2 separate regions of the Solanum lycopersicum genome follow, and region 1 is linked to region 2. The links are chromatin contacts, called in public HiChIP or PLAC-seq maps. All regions are on one chromosome and are shown on one strand. The core of a region is the stretch at or near the end of the contact, and the rest is flanking DNA. Distances in the headings are between cores, read along the strand shown.

What was found. HiChIP or PLAC-seq counts read pairs in DNA pulled down with a chosen protein or histone mark.
Region 1: an RNA polymerase II HiChIP or PLAC-seq map of leaf shows a contact between it and region 2, with 2.9 times the contacts expected there. The contact joins the promoter of LOC101259171 here to the promoter of LOC101260839 in region 2. A contact is called at or near these places in 1 of 8 Hi-C or Micro-C datasets (leaf mesophyll) and 1 of 1 datasets of contacts at active chromatin or transcription factors (leaf).

Annotation. Positions count from the first base shown.
Region 1 is chr7:58,819,774-58,823,674 of SLM_r2.1, forward strand. It overlaps LOC101259171 (root phototropism protein 2), which reads right to left and starts at 2,401. Exons shown (of 5, transcript XM_004243605.5): 1 at 2,137-2,401; 2 at 1,993-2,062; 3 at 1,467-1,844; 4 at 674-1,399; 5 at 1-579. The coding sequence starts at 2,198. The coding sequence ends at 85.
Region 2 is chr7:58,635,511-58,639,248 of SLM_r2.1, forward strand. It overlaps LOC101260839 (LRR receptor-like serine/threonine-protein kinase ER2), which reads right to left and starts at 2,294. Exons shown (of 1, transcript XM_004243611.5): 1 at 1-2,294.

The DNA of each region.
Region 1 (3,901 bases), core at 1,151-3,650, 180 kb after region 2:
TCAATCAATCCTTTACAGTACAAAATCAATCATAGTTTTTTCACACAACATAAAACTAAAATTAAACCAAATAATGTAAATAGCTTAAGATATGGAAAATCTTCTTCTCCTAGGCTTAGTAAGATCTAGAGCAGCATCATCAACAATACTAGAAGTGTCCTTTGATCCATGTTTAAAGGGATTGAATTTGCCTAATGTTTTGGAGACAGAAGAGAAGAATGTTGTCTTCTTCAGACTCCCTTTTGATGTTCCTTGACTAGAATTTGTTGTTTTCTGTATATCTGCTATGTACATCTTCATCTTTAGCAACTCCGTTCTCAAAACTTCATTTTCCTTTACGAGGGAAACATCAGCTTGTAATTGATTCCTTGTTGCCATGGCTTCGGGCATGTTGTTATTACTATCATCTGCTGCTCCGCTCCTTATCTTTAGTTGATCGAAATAGAGAGCATGAAGGACTATTTGCACCGGCAAACGTTTGTTTTGAGAAGCATGGACTCTTGCTTCATGTGATAGTTTCAAAGGATCCATCACACTACACACTTTTTCTCTTTCAATTTCATCCAAATGTGGATGTGCCTGCAATTTTAGCACAACATGTTCAATATAATTGTTAACTTGTTGTAGTTGATACTCATATACATATATATATATATATATTTAAAGATCTCACCTTCAAGTAGATATCAACAGCTCGATAAAGATCATCATCAGCCTTTCTCGCGCCCTTAGGAACCAAAATAGCAATTCCATTGAATTTTGATATACTGAGATCTCCAAATGTAGCGATTTCACCAAGATAAGCATCGACAGTCTTTGCAACTCTCTGCATAGCGGTGGTACAAACGTCTCCAAAATCACCACCTTTAAACACAGCTACACTCTTCTCTTTCTCCATAAATCCGGAAATGATTCTCCTCACGCTCTCAAGATCGAATAGTCTTTCTCCGTCGTAAGAAAAAGACAAGACTAACAGATCATCGACTGTCACGTGTTCTAGTATTGCTGATATCCTTTTCTCCAATTCATTCTTGCAGCTACTGGCTGCTCTTAAGAAAATAGCTGTACGCAGGAGACAACACAAGAAATTGATTGGAAAAGCTGCTCTCTCCGCGGGCAACAGAGTCACAATCGACTCTAGAAGTTCCCGTTGATGCATTCTCATATCCGAATCCTCTGGTACCATTAATCTCGTGTTGTTTCCTGAGTGGTCACGTACAAGATCACGAAGAGATCTCTCTGTATATGTGATTATGGCACTTGCTATGGTTAACGCTTTTGCCCCACGAGTTTTCATTGCAACAATAATTCTCTCGAAAAAAGCTACATCTAAGATAGTTAACTCTTCCGTCCACCAATTTGGTGGTGATCTGCTAGGAAAATTCGCCTCCACACACGCCTACAAGGACATAATTAGTATTCACCTAATCCATATACGAATAGAATATATGTAACTAACTAACTACCTTAGCACCGGCGATGTCAACACATCTTTGAATGATATTGAGATCATGTGCAAGAGGAAGAAGATTTTCACATGACTTTAACACAACAAGTGCACCAGAAAGGCTAGTCAAGGCAACTTGAGCTAGAAAATCCTCTGTTCTGCTTGCGAGATTGTTGTCACAGTATTTATCAGTCATTTGAAGATATTCAGCAGCACAACGAAGAGCAGCAACGTTATGTACTGTGATTTCAAAGTTAACTCCATAGCAGAACTTGGCTGCCTTCTCAAACATCTCTGGCCCTCCAGGAATATCAGACAAGTTTATACGACTTACATCACTTTCTTTAGTATCAAGTATAAGTTTCCTTATGTAATTGCTCTTTGCTACTAGCATGAACTGACATAACAGAAACATCACCATTAGTTAATTGTCATTAGAATCATTTTTGGTGCAGTAGTACTAGCTGGCCAACAACATTAGTTAATTGTCATTAGATTCAGTATTAATTGCATCTAAAAATCATAGATCTTGAATGTGTACATACCTTGTGAAGATTAAAGTTTGCTTCACCTACTTCAACAATAACATCAGTTGGAATTTCTTGTGAAAATACCCTGTAACATGGACTATAATTGTTAACACAAAACAAAACATACATGAAGGAAAAATTAAGAGATAGTGGTAGTACCATTGGCCAGTTCTTTCCATTGCAAGAGAGAGTCTATTGGTATTTTTGAGAGGAGTAGCCATGTGAGATTGGTTTTAGTGCATAGAGCGGAAAACTTTTATGTGGATATAATAAAGAGTAGGGGTCTTATTATATAAGATACATAGAGAAAAGTTTGTCTGTCTTGACGTGGCTTTTTCATCTCCTTTATTTCTATTATTATATATATAATGTTATATTGTATCTACTCCGCATTTTTGGATAAAATAGAGTAACTTTAATCTTCTTTACTAATAAAACCTATCATAGTTTTGTAGTTTTCGAAACTTATGACATTGTCTATTCTACCCCTCAATTAACAACAACTATACAACATTTTTTTCTTTGATCTTGACTTGTGTCTTTGGATCAAAGGCATCAAGTAAACGAGAACATTATTAAATTACCTATAGTAGAACTAAATTAATGAATATGTATGCAACAATTTTCCTGAATGTTGTATGTGATAAAAATTGAATTTGGTAGGTAAATTTATACGTTTCAATCATTTTAATTATTTTTGGAGTAGGGTTAGTATCTCGATTGTCGATGCATTAGACAATAACAATTGTTATAAAATATATGATTATCGAGGGATTGTCAAATTAGTGACATTGTGATGTTAAGAGAAGCTCTATATGATCGGTGGCTATATATATCGTTTTCACTACACCTTGTTCCCTCGATCCTTGCTTAGCACCTAATCGAGGCGAGCATTCAACAATCTTCGACTGACACCACTTAACCTAATTAATATTTTGATGTCATATTCTTGTTCTTAATATGGTATTTTTAAAATTTATTCTTATTTTATCGACTAAGTTAAAAAAAGAAGAAAAATTTAATTGATCCTAATTTCACTTATCTTTAACAACCCTCATTTCACAAATTATATATATATATATATATATATATTTCCACCTTTAAGAATGCAAGTTGATTGAATATGCAAAATATTTAAGAAGTGAAAATGACTGGACGAAAAAAAGGCGAAAGTTCTAATATTTAATCGTATCATTGTTTGAAAATATTCCTTTTGTTTACGTAAAAAGAATGATACTGTTACTAATTTAGGAGTCAAAACTAAATTTTTTGATTTATAGTATTTTATTTGTATGAATTTGTGTTACACTTTTTACGTCTTTAGATTCAAATTATCTAAATTTTAAAGCCATAGTTCTGAATCTACTTTCTGAATCAACGAAAAAAATTACAAACTTATATCCTCCTTCATTTTTAGTTTGTTTTTTAAAGAAATATTTTCCAATTTGACAAGTCTCTAATATTGACATTTTACATGATATTCGGCAGACTAAAAACTTTAAAAATATTTTAGTATGTTATACATATTACCGACTATAATATCATAAAACTAAATCTGTATATATTTAAATTCTCGTCCTAGATAAATCAAAGATACATAAATTAGATGCATAATACATAAATTTCTCATTTAATTTAGTTTTATTTAATACTTCGTCACTTTTTACTTGTCTACTTTTGAATTAACACACCTATTAAGAAAATAATTAATGATCTAGTGAGTTTACCATTTTATCCCTATTAATTATGAAGTGGATAAAAAGTTCTACATTTTTCAAAGTAATTAGTCATTAATTGAGGGTATAATAGGCCAAAAAAATTATACTTTTTTTATTTGTCAAAATGGACAAGTAATTAGGAACAACTATAAAAGGAAAAGTGGACAAGTATTTAGGAACATAGCGAATATTTATTTATTTAAATT
Region 2 (3,738 bases), core at 1,044-3,543:
GAAGATAATGAAAAAGAAATCTGAGGTCCCAGATTGAATAAATCAAGTAGTTGCGACTTTTCTCCGGCAAAGAGGAGAGAGAAAGAAGGACTGAAAATTGTGGGGGCACTAAATTTTAGAAAGAGAAAGAAAAGAGGTATCAATATTACTTCTCCAACGGTATAAATCCGTTAGTAAAATCAGCTAAAAGGTGTAGTAGGTTAGTTGAGATCCTTTCAATTTTGCTCTAGTTTAGTGTATCCCCTAGTAGACTTCAGTCCCTGGCAGAGAATTTTTGTTATAAAAATGAGCATACTACATAATAATTATATTCTCTAATTTTAGGTATACATACCTAAATACTTAAAAAAGATTTAACGTGAGATTTATCATGTTAAATCTACGTCTGATATAACGTGAGATTTATCATGTAAAAAGTTTGTGTCTACTTATTTAATTTTATAATCGTCAAGTGTTTATGTATATAACCAAAATATCAGCTGACCCTACGTTAATAGACATGTGTATGCATTATGCATATAAAATTGTACCACATGCGAATAAGTCAATTATATCTATAACAACATCGTTTGTTTAAATTATGTTTCTTTTACTATTCCATTCTCTTCTACTTGTCCCTTTTTCATAATTAGATTTTTTCCCCCACTTTTACTTGTCATTTTTAACATATAAAAAGACTTATTTTGCCTTTTTTATCCTCTAACTTTAGTACTTATCCTCTAAATTATTTCTCAAAACCTTAGAATATATACATCAATTAACATTAATATGATACAAGCAGTATTAATCATTATTTCTTTAGAAAATGCTAAGTCCAAAATGAATAAATAAATAATTTTTATAAGCAAATTATAATGAAATGTGATTATATATAAACAATATCCTTTACCTCACCAACATGGGTTGTCATGCCTGGGTGACAATCCTTTATCATGCCTGGTGACAATCCTTTATCCTTAAACGGAGGTCTCGGATTTGTGGGTATAGATAAAAAATTCTATTGGAAGCGCTATCCTCGAATGGGTTCTGCAGTGCGCGATACTAATTTAGTAAGAGCTTCAATGTGAACTTCTAACACCGAGTGGAGAAAAATATATATCTTTTACCTCTACCTCCTTGGACAAAAGTAATTCTTCCACCTCTAGATATGGAATGATGAGAGCAAGGAAAAGAAAAAGCTACAAGTAAAAATTAGTTACCACATATGACAGAGCTAAGAACATAATGTAGACAGTTGGAGCACTTGAATTGAATAGGGTCATGTCATGAAGATATGTTATTAAGATCCCAAACCCAACCAATTAGTATGTGAGTCAATTTCATGACTACCAGTGGTTGGTCACTCATGTGGAGTGTTGGACCACTTGTATATAAAAACTATAGTATAGTACCCCAATATCTAAGGCAAACACAGATTGTCCAATGCAGCCAAAAGTTAACACACAACTCAGGAGAGTTACACTTCCACCCCACTCTGCTATATACAATATGTCCCTCAACCAATCGCAAGTGCTCTTCTACTAGATAGATATAAGATATTTGAGTGCGGCCTAGTGATCAATGAAGTAGTTGAGAATTTTAATGTCTCAAATTCAAAACATATATTTGGTGATTATTTTCATCTGTTCTAGCTTTGGTAGACAAGAATTATCTGGTATCTGTTGCTGATGTGAGGTTCAAATGATAGGTATGTTGTAAATTTAATTGAGATACCACGATTATTAAAAAAAAAGTATACTTTTGATTGGATTCGCTCCTCCTCTCCATTTTCTCGAGCTCTTGGATTAAAGACGTATGTTATGGTCCCGTGGACTCATGGTTAAGAATGATAAATTTTTCATGTATTTGCTTTTAGATTATTTTTTTTGGCAAATATCGTAATTTAGTAAAATATATTTTTTATTAATAAGTACTTAAATACTTTTCTCTTTTTGCAATATATATACGATCGACTCTTTTTTAGTATTTGAATAGAAAAAACACACACGCAGGAATGAGAAAATAATTAGATTCCCAAAAATCTAAATCAATGTGTGATATTTGTAAAAGAAATAATTATTTAATGTTAAAAGTCTAGTGGTCACTGATATATTGAGAAATTGACTTGTCAATTGTTAAAAGGCAAAAAGATAAAGAAGGGAAACCAACAAATAATCAAGTAAAGATTAACTTGAAATACAAAAACTAATAATTGGAAGTTCACAAACATAGAAACAGAAAAGAAGAAAGAAGTAAAAGCTACTTCTTATACTAAACTTCGATTTTTTTTCAACTACTCCCAAAACTATCAAATGTCTTAGTTACCTCTCTAAATTTGCTTATTTGATAGTCTTTAGCATGCGTTCGGATATGCAATTTCATCATAAATTTGAAGTATTATTTTAAATTTTACAAAAAGAAAAAGAAAAAAGCTCATGCTCGGTGTGTAAAGATTGTTTATACTCTATAAAAGAATTGTATCAAAAAATAACTAGTTACTACTATTTCTTAACCACAAACATCTATTTATACAAAAGAATTGATAGATTTATCAGTACGACACCTAAAAATATTCTGATATCTTATTTATAAATTACGATTTGTCCATTTGGTAAAATTGTAAAATAATTGAAGAAAATTTGTAGTTTTCGACTAAAATAGCCGCATTTATATGCAATATACCGATATAAGATTAATAGTTATATACACATATACACTGTTACTTAATATATACATTGGAATTTTTCATCTTCACCAACGAGCTAAATTTATTTTGTAATTGCAACCAGCTCAAACTCCTCTATACAATTAAATTCTGAATTTCAGATATGAGCTTCTTTCTTTGTTTCGATTCTTTTAATATATTATTTACTCTGAAAGATTCACATTTATGGCTGATCAAATTATTAAATTGAGTTTCAAAACTTTTCAATGGCACAAAATATTCAAGACTTTATTTATCAAGCAAATTATAGTATGTTGAAATTCTCACATTTATAGAAAAAGCAAATAACATCCACCATCACATTCACCTTCTTTGAATAAGATAATTTGACTAAATAGACATTTTTGTAGTGTAGCAACGAGATAAGTTGTCTATATAATGTTAATTGATCTTTTAGAGGTTGTATTATGGACAACTTTCACATATAACAAATAAAAAATTCATATTTGTATGTTATAACAAAGTTTGCATAATTGTGCTTCATAGCAAACATAAACTGTATAATTCGCTATACATATACACTTGAAGCAAATTGTATAAAATGAAGTGTATAGAACAAGAAAGAAAAAGACACTTGGGCAGATAACTGTATAAAAACGAAGTGTATAAAACGAATTATTATTATAAGTGTATAGAACGATTATATACAATTTGAATTTGTATAAAATGAGAAAGAGAGAAAGACAAAAGAGACTTGACAAGGAATATACAATTGAATCGAATTGTATAAAACGAGAAAGAGAGAAATTAGATACAATTTGAAAATTGTATAAAACGAGAAAGAGAGAAAGGCAAAAAATACTGGGCATGGGAGTATTTTTATTGTATAACTATAAGTGTATAGGACGAAAATATATGTACTTGCATGTGTATATAAAATTTTCTCACGCTTTATACAAACAGAAACACAATTTATACATTTCGCTTCTGTTTGTATAATATAAGTAAGAAAGGTGAGGGTGGTGAGTGAGATTTGGGAGAGTGGCGAGCGAGATCTGGAAGAGGGGAACAAAAATATATGTATTTATATAATT